2 separate regions of the Rattus norvegicus genome follow, and region 1 is linked to region 2. The links are chromatin contacts, called in public Hi-C maps. All regions are on one chromosome and are shown on one strand. Each heading gives the region's core, a stretch centred on a gene start, on an enhancer-like site or on the middle of the called end of the contact. The rest is flanking DNA. Distances are from core to core; before and after follow the strand shown. Region 1 overlaps Ccdc162 (coiled-coil domain containing 162). Region 2 overlaps Ccdc162 (coiled-coil domain containing 162).

Region 1 (7,031 bases), core at 3,246-5,745, 91 kb after region 2:
TTTTCAGGGTGGTTGTGGGTCCTGACATAGTCGGGTTCTGCACTTCAGCTCTCCCGGCCTCATAGTCTGGGAATGTCCACATTCTTTGTTGCTCCATGAAGATGCTTCGGAAGTTTTGAGAAACCTAAAGGGGGTTGAGAAGAGAGGGGCAGCGAGCTACAGCCACCATGCTTCGCCGTGCCTGCTTTTCCAGAGTGCTCAGAGCAGCCGAGCTTTCGTTTCCTTCTCTCAGTGTCAATTGTAAGCATGCTTTGGGCTTCACGGACTCTAAAGCTCTCCTCCCCGGCCAGCTGGGTGCTTGCCTGCCACATAGCTCACCTCTGTGTCTAACTTGACGCTATGGTTTTTTTTTCCCTTTTTCTCTAGCTTCCTTCTTGGGCACCTGCTGAGATGTATAGATTGTCTGCTCTGGGTTTTTCTCTTCAATTTTAATAAAAAATAAAAGGAGACGGGAGAGAAGGAAGAGGAGGGGGAGGAGGGAGAAAGGGAAGAGGAGGAAAGAGGGGAGATTTGCCGCCCAAGCATGAGGACCTGAGTTTGAATCCAAACACTAATGAAAAAGACCCCAGCAATGTAACCACATCACTATTGGGTTTGGAAATAGGAGGTCACTGAGTCTTCCTGGGCACCAGCCCAGCTCCAAGTTCAGTGGGAGAGCCTGTGTGAGGAATAAGACAGGGAGAGATAGATCAGGATACCAACTTCCTCGTCTGGTCTTCCCACACGTGTCCAGGCCTGCACTGCACACAGATACATGCTCTCCACACACATGTATGTGTACACATACAAAAGAAAAAGGAGGAGAAAGCTGAAGAGGAGGAAAGAAGTGGGGCCTCAAAGGAATCTTGAATCTCAGAAAACAGCCACTAACTCATTCTCATTCTCTCTCTCTGCCTCTCCGCCTCTGTGTGCGTGTGTGTGTGTGCGTGTGTGTTTGTGTGTGTGTGTGTGTATGTGTGTTTCTCTGTTTCTCTGTGTGTGTGTCTCTGTCTCTCTCTTTCTCTTTCTGTGTGTGTGTGTTTCTCTCTCTCTTTCCGTGTCTCTCTGCCTCTCTGTCTCTCTCTGTCTCTCTGTCTCTCTCTGTCTCTCTCTGTCTCTCTCTGTCTCTCTCTCTGTCTCTCTCTCTCTCTGTCTCTCTCTCTCTCTCTTATCTTTTTACTTTTTATTTTACATGCATGTGTGTCTTGACTGTAAATCTATGCACCACTTGTGTTCAGTGCCCTGGGAGGCCAGAAGAAGGTGTCCGACCCCCTGGGCCTGGAGTTATAAATGGTTGTGAGCTGCCATGGTTCTGGCTGCTGGGAATCGGTGCTTTGGAAGAGAAGCCAGATCTCTTAACTGCTGAGCCACCTCCAGCCCTTACTGATTGTCCTTGAAATAGCCCTGGAGGGAACCTGACTCACGAAGAGCTCTTTGTTATGACAGTACTTCACATGGACATCTCTGTGTGGTGTCATTCATTATGACGGCCAGCACACCTCACCCGTACCGAGCGTCTGCGCCAAAGATCGGAAATACATGTCCACAGCCACTTGACTACATTTTGGGCTGGACTCTAAATATAAACAAGAAGTAAACTGGGAAAGTGTTCAGTTTTTCTGCCCACATGGTAAGCTGGAACTTCTGAGTGCTAAATAAACCCTGCTCTCCTCGGCCTGCCCAGAATACCACTGGCGAGAAGCTCTCAGATGCTACCCCTGAACCTAAGGACCTGCCTCCTTCCGGTCTCACGCCTTCCAGCAGAGGCGACATGGCTAACTGCCTACTTCCAGCTCCTTTCTTGTCCACTGTGTTCAGCCACAGGGGTCTGGGACAGTTACACAACGACGTGAAACATCTCAATGCCACCTAACAGGAAGGCTTGGCTATCTAACATCTCAGTACCAGCTAGTTAAAATTAAACCAGTGTGGAACCAGTGCTCTCTCTCTCGCACTAATTGCATTTCAGTCATTCCACAGCTCTGTGTGACATGTGGACACGTGGACACACCCATCGTGACACTTAGTATTTCAGCTTTGCTGACCACAACTCTTCAGGCTTGCCCCGTGGTGTGAAAGCGGCCGCCGGTATCACATTCACAAGCACGGGGAGGGCCACATGTGCAGATTTGTGTTTTCAGGGGTCACTGTGTTGTAGTCCTAACCCCCACCTCCCCTGGCGAAGGGACTAAGAGCCAGGACTTGGGGAGGTATTTGTTCTTCTGAACAGGAGTAGACCTTGAGAGGCCCTTGCCCTCTACTGAGGAAGGCACACGCGCGCGCGCACACACACACACACACACACACACACACACACACACACAGGTAACATCTGTGAACCAGAAAGCCTTCCCCATGTCTCAACCATCAAAACAGTAAGAGGCCGTTGGTGTAGCCACTTGGTTTGTAGCGTGTCGTTTCAGTAGTGGGGATGGGACCAAGACAGCTGGCTCCCAGTGGAGCTTTATTTTGGAAAAACAGGCGGTAGTCTGCAGGCTACAGTTGGCTGACTCTGACCTTGGGCATTAAAGCACCAGAAAACACACACACACACACACCACACACACACACCACACACATACACACATGTACACACACATACACACACACCACACACATACATACACACACACCACATACACATACATACACACACACCACACACATACATACACACACCACATACACATACACACACACACCACACACACACATACACAGCACATACACCATACATACACATACACACACCACACATACACCAAACACACATACCACACACACACCATAAACATATACACACACACCACACACACATACCACATACACACCATAAACACATACACATACATCACACACACATATACACACATACCACGCACACCACACACACCACACATTCATATACACACACACACCACACACATATACACACACCATACACACATACACACACATAACACACATACACACACATCCCACACACACCATACACACATACACACACCACACACACAACACATTCATATACACACACCACACAAACACACACACCACACACATATATACACACCATACACACATACACACACATAACACATACACACACACACACAAACCACAGGCACACACACATATCAAACACACACACACACACACACACACGCACACATGTACATGCATGCACTGGACTATGATTAATCATCTTGGGAACACAGCTAACATTTCTCACAGCATTGCTCTAAGAAGACCAAAGCTGGGAACTCTTGCCATGAGTTTTGTAACTAGTCTGGATGTGCTGGCTAGACACAAGCTGGTCATCAGAGAGGAGGGAGCCTCAAATGGGAAAACGCCTCTCTAAGACATTGGCTGTGGGCAAATCCATTGAGCGTTTTCCTAACTAGTGATTGTCAGGTCTAAAGCAGGCCCCCAAGACGGCAGTACTGCTGACAATGTCCTAATGGCAGTCTGGGCTCAGCTCAGGATGGACTCTGCCTGGGCCAACAGGAGGGTTGGTACCCAAGCTCGGCGTTCCTCGGGAATCTTATAAGGCACATTTCAGTTTGTCCAATATCTGCCTCCTACAGCGGACTAGCTGGCAATGAGGCACCCAGTTCCTGATTAACTCAAGCCTGTAACAGATCAAAGTTCCCATGCCAGCTTCTAGACTGTTCTGGCTCTAACTGCCCCCTACCCCCACCCCTGGGGCTGCTATCTCCTTAAAAACCTGGCAAGGGGGGCTGGGGATTTAGCTCAGTGGTAGAACGCTTACCTAGGAAGCGCAAGGCCCTGGGTTTGGTCCCCAGCTCCGAAAAAAAGAACCAAAAAAAAAAAAAAAAACCTGGCAAGGCCACCAGTTTGCCATTCTCTCTGCGCCCCTCACAATCAGAGAGTGCACTGATGGCTCAATCCCCAATAAACCTTTCTTTCTACCCATGGAGGGGTCTAGTTCAGTAGTTTCACTGCAGCCTTGCTTACAGTGAGGGCTGGTGGGTTCTCTAAGAAAGCAGGCTGAGCAAGGCACGAGGAACCAGCCAGAGAGCAGCACGCTTCCCTGGCCTCTGCCTCCAGGTTCCTGCTGTGTTGAATTTCTGCCTTGGCTTCCCTCAGCGGACTGTGATATGGAACTGTGAGTCAAATAAACTCTTTCCTCTCCTCGGTGCTTTTAGTCATGGCGTTTCCTGACAGCAATAGTGGGACCATTATAACTAGGACATGGAGCTACATAAAATACTATCAAAAGGAGGAGGAAGAGAAAGTGGTGGACGAGGAGGGGGAGGGGGAGGAGGAGGGGAAAGAGGAGAGGCAAAAGCGACACACCATTTTCCAAAAAGCCAGAGGAATGAGATCAGGCTGGGTCCAGTGAGGTTAAAGAACGTGGGTTACAGACAAAAAGCCCAGTTCTGTAAATGATGCTGGCATGAAAACAAATCTTCAAGCTCAGCACTCTATCAAGTGAACTTCTCCCCCAGCACAGGCACGGGGCGGGGCCAGGGGAGTGGCAGCCTGTAGTGGGGGTGCTGCACTCCGGTCTCAGACTTAGGGCTTGACAGCTCTCCCAGGCATGTCTGTCCAACCTTGGGTACATTTCTATCTTCTTCAGCCCATGTGCTCCTAACTTTTCTTTAAAATCTAGAGGGGGAGAAACCCAAAAGGTAAAATCCCTCTGGCTTCCTCTCATCAGAAGGTCTGTTTATTCTCCTGGGAAGGAGGCTCTTCCTAACAGGAAGATGGCTTGTTACATTGTATAATATTACTCTAGAATCTAGAATCAAGCATTGGCAGAAGAAACAAACAGCTTTGTGCCATATGTGGCTGCACACACCTAAGTAAGACATTCTGGAGGTGGGGGCGGGAGTATCAGGAGTTCGAGATTATCCACGGCTATTCCGCTACTTTGAGGCCAGCCTGTGCTACATAAGATCTTGTCTCAAAAAAACAAATGAGGAACTTTGTAGCAAATGCTAAGCCTTTCCTCTAACCCGGCGTCTTTATATCAGAGTGCTTTGTGTACCAAGGAGAAGAGCTCCATCTCTTTGGCTGAGTCCCTCAGCTTTTGCACGTCGTACGGGATGTGGAAATGTGAGAGTAGAGGCTTCAGTTGAGGTTTCAGACCATCCCTGTCTGTCATGTGCTGAGGCAAGACAAACGCAGCATCTGTTCTCCCTGGCCCTGAAAAATATCCAAAATCAAGAGCCAGACGAGTGAGGGCGAGCCCGAGAGAAGCAGATAGCCTTGGAGAGAGTTGGAAGCACGCCCTCTGCTGGTGGAGAACGTTTTGTTCTGCCTGACCCTGTGCTAGGCAAGTCTGCCCCCTTACCTGCTTGGTTTCTTGCTACCCAGCTTCCAGCCCCCACGAGCTTTCCTGGGAAGCTGCAAGTGGTCCCAGTGATCTCACAGCCCACAAGAGAAACCCACTAGAGCCCCTGGGATACTCTGTATATAATGGGAATGTCACTCAAGGGCACTCAGCAGAAACCTGATCAGGCTTCTAGGTTCTCCAGAACACAAGATAAGGGCAGAGAGACTGAAATTGATCCCGACGGCTAAGTCCTCTGGCAGCTGTGTAACACAAAACCTGAGCCAAGTCTCGGAAGTCATTTCATCTGAAAGGATTAGTATGGCGATGAGTAAACTGAGGCCTAAGGAGGTGACACGCGGGACCATAGGAGGCGTGACAGAAACAGGTGTGGAAACCAACGAGTCCATTTGCCTCTTAACCTGCTAGTTATAAAGATGAAGACAAAAACATCGAAGGTCATGACTATTGTCTTCCATCAGAAAATATTAATATCAAATTACAGCTGATTACAAAAGTATAATAACTTTTGGCATCTAGGAAGAGAGTGGTGCAAAACAGGCTAGTTAGTCTCTGTCAACTCAACACAAGCTAGAGTTATCTGAAATGAGGGAACCTCAATTGAGAAAAAAATGCCTCCATGAGATCCAGCTGTGAAACAACCTCTTATTTAGTGATTAACGGGGGAGGGTGTGGCTCATTGTGGGTGGTGCTGTCCCTGGGCTGGTGGTTCTCGGTTCTGAAAGAAAGCAGGCTGAGCAAGCCAGGGGAAGCAAGCCAGTAAGCAGCACCCCTCCATGGCTTCTGCATCAGCTCCTGCTTCTAGGATCCTGCCCTGTGTGAGTTCCTGTTCTGACTTCCTTCCCATTCTGAGCAATATGGGAGCCTTAGCCAAACAAACCCTCTCCTCCCAACTTGCTGCTATTATTATTATTATTATTATTATTATTATTATTATTATTATTATTATTTTCGGAGCTGGGGACCGAACCCAGGGCCTTGCGCTTGCTAGTCAAACGCTCTACCACTGAGCTAAATCCCCAACCCCATCTCAACTTGCTTTTCGGTCAGGGTGTTTTGTTGCAGAAATAGAAACCCTGGCTAAGTCACAGTCCACGCACAAAATCACAGCCCTCCCTTCACCCTGGTAAAGGCCAGTTCCTTACCTGAAACACTGCGACCCAGAGGACCAGGAGATACAGCGTTAAGGTTGGTGTCACAGACTTTCCCATTTTCCTCACTAAATCCCGGGACTTGCCTATCAGCCAGACTCAGCGCTTTGGAGATGGGCAAATACTGGAGGGCCTAGAGAGACGTAGCCAAGAGGGCACAGGTCAGCCCAGATTCTACAGATGCTCCAGCCTTTGGCTGTGATAGAGAAGGAGGGAGACAGGGCTAAAACTTCAGAAACCTTCCCAATGAGAGAGTCCGGAGCTGGGAGACCCAACCGCGACCAACGAAGAAGCACTTCCGCTTCCAGCCGGTCCCATGGTGGTGGCAGACTTGAGTGGAAAAGGCACGGGATGGATGAGATGCTGGGGGGTGGGGGGGGGGTGAAGAAAAAGACTCAGGTCTGAGTGGAAGACCCAGATGTAGGAGTGCATGGATATGCTATCATGTGACTGAGGAGAAAGAAGTACAGACCACAGTGTCTGACTGGCTCTGCAGGGGGAATGGAGTCGGGTGATCCCTGGGTTTCTTTGGGAGATCCTCTAACCTGACTTAGGGCATTGCCGTCGTAACTCTTCTCGCT
Region 2 (7,487 bases), core at 1,846-4,345:
GCACACCAGTGCTGGTGTCTGAGGAGGCCAGAGGGAGTTAGATCCCTGGAACTGGAATTGTTCCAGGTGATTGTAAGTCACCTAACACGGGTACTTGGAAAGGAACTTGGTCCTCAGCAAGAAAAGCGAGTGCTTGTAACCACTGCTCCATTTTTCCATGCTCCTCCTTCCCTCAAAAAACCTTTTCAGTGGGTGGAAGTTTAACTAATCGCGAGCCCCACTGTGAAGGAAAACACCTGCGAGTAGCCACTGCTGCTTCGTGGGATTAACATGGCCCTGGGATCTGCTGGGAGATAGGTGAGATGCCCTCCTGCCCATCTCTGAAAACAGGAAGTTTCTTCAGTGCAGTGCAGCACCGACGACCCTAGCCGTGTGCAGGAGTACCTGCGCACTGTCCAGTGGGGCTCCCAGTTCAGTAGACGCCTTCCAGATCGTGTGACGGCTGCCCACAAGGACATCTTCCAAGAGCATCTGCACAGCCACCAGCTCTCCATGGGCCACTTTGCGGTCACGGTCACTTAGTCCACAGAGACACATCTGAAAACAAAGATACCTTCCCATTTTGAGGACACCTACACATCCTTTGTACATGGTTTTGAAGGAAAAATGTTAAGTGCAGCCATGTTTATAACCCTTACCCTCTCAATTAATAAAAACATCCACAAAAATCTCAGTATCGGTTCTAGAGTAAAGCTCTTCTTGTACAGGTTTTGAGTAGCAAGTCTCCCAACCTTACACCGATACAGCAAATGAAGAACGGGGTCATCTGCGTTTCCTTTAAATCCCTCTTGCTCTTACTATTTAAAAGAAAAATCTTTTTTACTAATGGAGGATTTCGAACATACACAAATGTTAACAAAAGGATTACAATTGTATCCATCTGTATATAGCCAGTCTTGGCCCCACCCCAACTCTCCACTCCATATTCTGGAGCCAAATTAGAGTTGAGCTTTGTGCTGGTTTAAATACTTTTATATATTAATATTTATATGTATGTATACATGTGTATAGATGTATGTATGATTAAGATGTTTACTTAATCATAAGAAAGCACATTTTCCCAAAACAATGTAAAAGAATTTAAAGACACATCATGGTAAGAACAATTAAAGGGGATCCCCCTCCTCAGTCCTGCCTGAGCTGTTCCCAGGTCAGGAGTCCCACGTCTCTGAGCGTCACTGGGCCAGTTGCTCTAGGAGGCTTGGATGGTGACTCCAGGTGAGTGGCCACTTCTCGAGGTCATTACTGCTCTGGGAACATGGCTTTTCTCCATAATAAGGAAATATGACTCACCTCATGTTACAGCTTTATGATCAAACATGCATTTATCTTCTAAATTACCACTGGTTAGAGTATGAACTTGTGATACCCTGCCCTGTGGTCTGTGTTTGGTTTCCTCTCCAATAAGTGGGAAGACAGATCTACCTGCATATCATACTCTAGGGTGTCCGGGATGCTGCTTATAACTGGAAACGGTCCACCGTCTTCCAGGAACGTCCTCCATGGGAACAGCCCAAACGCCTAAAAGAGATGATAATGGTCTCATGCATCCCTAAAATGAAGGTGTCTGCACACAAGCGCGATTTCTGCATCCATGCTCCAAAGCCCACTTCCATGGTTCATTTATTATGCATAGCCTTCTCACTGCAGCATGCCCCGTGAGAGGAAAGAGTAGCAATGAGTGTTACTCTTCTCCTTGGTTTGGCTAAAATGGTTACAGTATACACAGGAAACTCCAAGGTCCAAAGTTCCAGAACAAGAGGGTTGTGGTGGCACACACCTGTGAGGACAGCGCTTGAGAGGCTGATGCAGGAGGATTCCAAGTTTGAGACCAGATTTAGCTAGACCTGTGATTCTCAACCTGGGGGTCGAAGGACCCTTTCACAGGGGTTCAAGGACCCTTTCACGGGGGTTACATGTCAGATATCCTGTATCTCAGATACTTATGGTGCGGTTCTTAACAGCAGCGAAATTACAGTTCTAAAGTAGCAAAGGAAATAATTTTATGGTTGAGGGTCACTGCAGAATGAGGAACTGTGTTAAAGGGGCTTGGCTTTAGGAAAGTTGAGAACCACTGAGCTATTCAGTGAGACTCTGTCTTGAGAGAAACAAAACAAAGGAACTTCTGGAATAATACTGTACCAAGGGGGCATGTTTTTAAGCAACAACAGTAAACCTAGTTAAACAATGTCTATATCAGGGGCCTTCAAGACCTGTCTTACGGCTCTGACGGAGGTTAAGGATTGGCATGGCAGAAGGGGACTTGTTCGAGACATTTATAATGTTTAAGTAGGAGTCTTGTGAGATAATTTTAAAGCTGCGTACACAAACTTCCCAGCAGAAGACAATGTTTAGGGCTCACTGACAGTTAGGTACACACCTGCAATCTTAGCACTTGGGAGGTGGAGACAGGACAAGCAGGAATTCAAAGTCATATTTGGCTATATAATAGGTCAGCCTGGGCTACGTGATACTCTTGGGGAGGTGGTGATATGTGGGAGGAGAAGGAGGGAGGGATGACTCTTCATCATCCCTTTGACTCTGGCTGGACTTAAGACTCAGTGCTAGTGAACTAAGAGCACGGCAGAAATGATGGTGTCAGTTTGTGCAAAGCCCATGACTGCTACTTTGAGTTCTCTCTCTTGGGCTGCCTGCCCTTGGGAAGCCATTTTCCACGTTGTGAGAAAGTTCTTTAGAGAAGACCATGGGAACCATTTTGGATGTGGATCTCCTGACAGCTAGTGACAGCTGGTGAATGAGGGTTGAGTCAAGCTTCTCAGTGGTGCCCTGAGATGATGCTCTTAAGGCCTGGCCAACCAGAGAAACCCTAAGCCAGCGCTCCCTCCTGACCTGTTCCCAGCTCCCTGACTCAGAGCTTGGGAGTGATAATGAGTGCTTATGGCCCTAACCTGTTAAGCTGCGGGAGGGCTTGTGCTCTTGGCCACAGAAAAGCAGCAGACGGTGTGGGACCTGATGCTACTGACGCTTCTCAGGGATCCATCTCTGGCTTTCTCAAACTTGACCTCCATAGAGCTGGAGAGAGTGTCTGCCTGGGTGTGGTGTGATCTCTGGCTTTCCTGAACTTTGACCTCTGTAGAGCTGGATAATGTCATGGTTGCTAGGATTACATTTGATGACACATGTTGTAACCGGGGCAACTCAAAGCCCAGCGATTGACCTATTTATGCCTTATAATTGCATCATTATTTATTCAATAGAAAATGTTGCAGAACCAAGTTAATCTCAAATCGGAGGTCATTCGGTTCTCAGATAAAAGACACACACAACCTTTATATCTCTAATAAGCTTTATGCATTAGAGCTGGGCAGATATCTAACCATCTATGCTATTATGTCTACTTCCTTATCAATAAACCAGAGTTATAACTTGCCAGGTTTCATCTGGGCAGCTCTTAACTCCAATTATCGAGCCCTCACAGCCATGTTTTCATGATTTACCTACCCCACAGTGGCTTCCTCCACTCTCCACCTTCTTCTCCCCTCTCACGGTTCTCCTCAGACCCCAAGGTGAGAAACAAACCCCCAAACTCCCACCCCGTCCCATGCTCCACCCTGCTTATCCCTCTTCTGCCCAGCTGTAGGCTGTAGGTGTCTTTATTCACACATCAGGGATAACTTGAGAGGAAAGGTTACGTAACATCATTTGATTCAACTTTCAGATTCTCTCAGCCCTGGGAGCGACCAGGCCTTGGGGGCCAGCACTTAGCATTACATTAGCAAAAGACCAAACCTCAACAAGAAAAGATAGAACCTTTGAGTTTTCGTTTTCGTTCTTTCTTTGTCTGTCTGTCTGTTTGTTTTCCCTGACAGCTTGAGTAGACAGGCTGTTGCATCCAGTCACCCTAGTAGACGCTCACCAAAAAGACCCTGACTGGAAATAACTCCTGCTCACAGGAGTCCCCAGGACTCCCTGTATGAGTGAGCAAAAGAAAGCTGAAGAAGACCCAAGGGTCATGAAAGCATAAAGACCCTGCAAAATGGAAGCCAAGTGGAAACGAACAGAGGACACTGCTGTAGTCCACTCATTTTCTTATGGGTACAAAACACCTCTGAGACTCACCCGGAGGCTCCGAGGATCCAGTGGCTGGGGCAGGCTGAGCTGTGAGGCGAAGATGCTCTTCCTGAGAGAGTTGCCCAGTTGTGGCAAACCACAGCACGCACCATCTGCGACAGACTGGTAGGCAGGAGCATTTCCCGCGGCCAAAAATGTTCTGTCAAAATACAGTGTGAGTTTTTGTTTAATATGGTTACTTATGCTTCTAAAGCCCAGAACTTTCTTCACACTTACTGTAGCAAGAGACAATTTTGAGAGGGTAAGAGATGTCTTCCTCAGCCACAGCACCCATGCCGACCTTCCCCCTCAGTCTCTAGCTCTCTGGGGAGGGGGGGTTGATACTATTAATGGGAGAAATCCAGAGTTTCTATCAGTAGAGTATATCGATAGAATTTTCTGGAAGACTGAAAGATTCGGAAGGCCCTGGCTATATGTTATTGGACACCTGAAGTATAGCTCTCGGGAACGAGAGATTGAGTTTTAAATTTTGCTTAATTTTAGTTAATACTAACTTGAATTAATCAACCACACAGCTACAGAACTGGGCATCACACCTTCAGCTCTACAACAGTGACGTTAGCTCTTAGATTTTTCAAAAAGTTAGCAGCTAAGGTAACAGCCCAAATGTATAAAACCAAATTTTAGATTGAGTAAGATCCACGGGGTCAGAGAGAAGACGCTTTTGTTTCATTGAAATGAAATTTGGCTTTGTGTATCAAGAACCTCATCCTCCCCACCCCCACTCCACCCAAGACAAGAGCATGAAATTTATAACGTATGTAAGAACGAGTAGCATATGGTATAATTCAGGATGATTTTTCCTGCCTCAAAGGAAATAAGATTTACAAGGAAGTAAAGGGAAACATGCTGGGGTAAATTGGGGGAAAGTATCTCAGAGAAACAAAGTCATCTGTGGAGACCAACGCACCAGACACCAAAGAGAAAAGAGATTGGCCAGACTTAGGGAAATGTCAGTTGATGGAGGTGAGGAGCTAGCAGACCCTGGGCATGCCAGAGAGATTTGGGAGCACCTGAGCCCCAACAGTGAATCCCTGTGAGGGGTGTGGAAAGGGACAGTAGCCTTGAGAGGCCAGAGAAGACCTGAAACCCCACAACAGAGGTGAGCAAAGTGGTTGTTCTCTCCAACTTCCCCCATAGAGCCCAGGCTGCCTCTGAGAGCCATGAGCAAAGAAGGTAGGGTGAGTTCTAGAATTAAGGTCCAATATTAGAAGTTGCTTTGACGTCTGGTAGGAGCTTGAAGAGTCTAACTGCAGCTTCTCCCCTCCTCCTAGCATAAGGTTCCCGTGTCCACCCACACTCCTTATCAAGGGGAGCTGTGCCCTTTCCAGTGTCCCTGAGCAACAGCTCTGTTTCCTGCCAGCCCCTGGAGCTAGGCAAACAAACAGAGTATGTCTTCCCTGGTAACCAGGGAGTGCCACGCGTCCTTATACTGCAAGGACCATCCCTGAATGTCTACTGTGTTCATCCAAGGCCTCCCATGGCTTGCAGGATGCCCCACTCCTGGCTGTGCCAACACAGTACTAAGGAGTTGCTATTGATCTCATCCGTCACAATATTTAGTGACATTTGTTCATCATCCAGAGTAGAATCTTTTCCTCACTAGTAGGGTGAATAGGAGGCAGCTTAAAAGGATTGAAATAAGAATAAACCAAAAAAAAAATGTAATGAACTGGCTTGAAATTCCAAGGTAACTACTTTTTAAACCCATTTGCAACTTAATAATGTGGCATCGGAAAGCAAAAATATTTTTGCTACAGCAGAAGTAGGAACCATATACTTAATAGTGAAACACCCAAAAAGACAATAAAACTATTGATTGTTGGTGCTTGTGTGTGTGTGTGTGTGTGTGTATGTGTGTATGTGTGTGTGTGAGTGTGTGAGAGAGAGAGAGTGTGTGTGTGTGTGTGCGTGTGTGTGTATGTGTGTATGTGTATGTGTGTGTGTGTGAGAGAGAGAGTGTGTGTGTGTGTGCGTGTGTGTGTGTGTGTATGTGTGTGTGTGAGTGTGTGTGTGTGTGAGAGAGAGTGTGTGTGTGTGTGTGTGTGTGTGCGTGTGTGTGCATGTGCACATGTGCACCTATGTCGGCCCTGAACATGCCAAGCATGCACTCTATCTCCGAGCTAAACCGCAGCTCTGCACTCTACTTAGGATGGCCATTGAAGTCACCTAAAGGCTATCTAAATTTATTTCCCTGTGTCTTTTAACTTCCCTGTGATTGCTCAGTCGGCCTAGCCAGGGAAAACTCAGTATACCAAGTATAGCCATGGCTAGAACGTTCACAGAGGTGAGCTGGGGACTGCTTGAGATAAAAAGACAAACCTCCCACAGGTTATATCATCTTCCCTCACCACAGAACCCAACACAGCCCAGGTGCTTCCCAACTTCCTCTCTGTGGTATATATGCCATATACATCACCATATATATATCAATATATATATCAATCACCATATATATCTACCATATATATCTATCTACCATATATATCTATCTACCATATATATATATACTTGCTTAAAGAGATGGTATGGAAAGCAGGCATTCTCACATAAACACATCTCAGCATAGGTCACCAGTACAGATGCAGGGCGACTGGGAATAATTTCTCCCACTGCACGGCTGCTATCACACCAGTCACAGAAGTGACTATCACCAGTACTCAGGTCTCTCTTCCCCTCCTCTCCCTCCCCTCCCCTCCTCTCTCCTCCCCTTCTCCCTGCTTGGGGGGGCCAACTTTGTTCAATCTTACTTGTTCAGCCTTTGACGCAATCTCTTTCTTGCTCTCCTTTGGTTTTTTTTTTTTTTTTTTTTTTTTTTTTTTTTTCCGGAGCTGGGGACCGAACCCAGGGCCTTGCGCTTCCTAGGCAAGCGCTCTACCACTGAGCTAAATCCCCAACCCCTCTTGCTCTCCTTTGAAGGTTTATTTTTTAAAAACTATTATGTGTACATTATGTAGGTGTGTGTGTGCATGTGTGTGCAGGTTCCTACAGAGGCCAGAACAGGGAGTCAGATCTCCTGGAGATGAAGTAACAGGTGGATGTGAGCTGCCTTGACATTGGTGCTGGGAGTGAACTCTGATCCTATCTGTGCAAGAGCAATACATACTCTTAACTGCGGGATCTCTCCAGCTCCTGACGTGTTCTATTATCTAAAAAGTTTGTGGAGAGCTTTGGAACAAACAGTTACCAAAGTGACTTCAAACCTTGGAAAAACCGTAGAGCCCTACTAAGGAACCAAGGTATAATGGAAGATTGTCCTCTGGCTGTGGTGTGGCCATTGTCCTTTTAAACTCATAGCAGCAATGATTACTGGCAGAAGGCCAACACAAGACTGGGCCTGTGATCTTTCAGCCATGAGGAGGATGGAGGGATTCATGAGGCAGCACCCCTCTCTT

Evidence for each region. A called contact is a pair of places that touch in the nucleus more often than the background predicts.
Region 1: a Hi-C map of liver shows a contact between it and region 2, with 3 times the contacts expected there. The contact joins two enhancer-like sites. A contact is called at or near these places in 4 of 12 Hi-C or Micro-C datasets (kidney, liver and psoas muscle).

What each region holds. Positions count from the first base shown.
Region 1 is chr20:46,770,191-46,777,221 of GRCr8, forward strand. It overlaps Ccdc162 (coiled-coil domain containing 162), which reads right to left. Exons shown (of 48, transcript XM_039099214.2): 7 at 6,445-6,583; 8 at 4,994-5,151; 9 at 1-124. Among named protein-coding and RNA genes, the nearest start is that of Ccdc162, 47 kb to the right of the region's middle. Within about 2 kb of position 4,496, at least 9 of the 93 cell types and tissues checked have an H3K27ac peak or open chromatin away from gene starts, as enhancers often do. A contact at or near this core is called in liver, where this site is marked.
Region 2 is chr20:46,680,311-46,687,797 of GRCr8, forward strand. It overlaps Ccdc162 (coiled-coil domain containing 162), which reads right to left. Exons shown (of 48, transcript XM_039099214.2): 31 at 4,081-4,231; 32 at 1,426-1,521; 33 at 385-537. Among named protein-coding and RNA genes, the nearest start is that of Cd164, 78 kb to the left of the region's middle. Within about 2 kb of position 3,096, at least 3 of the 93 cell types and tissues checked have an H3K27ac peak or open chromatin away from gene starts, as enhancers often do. A contact at or near this core is called in liver, where this site is marked.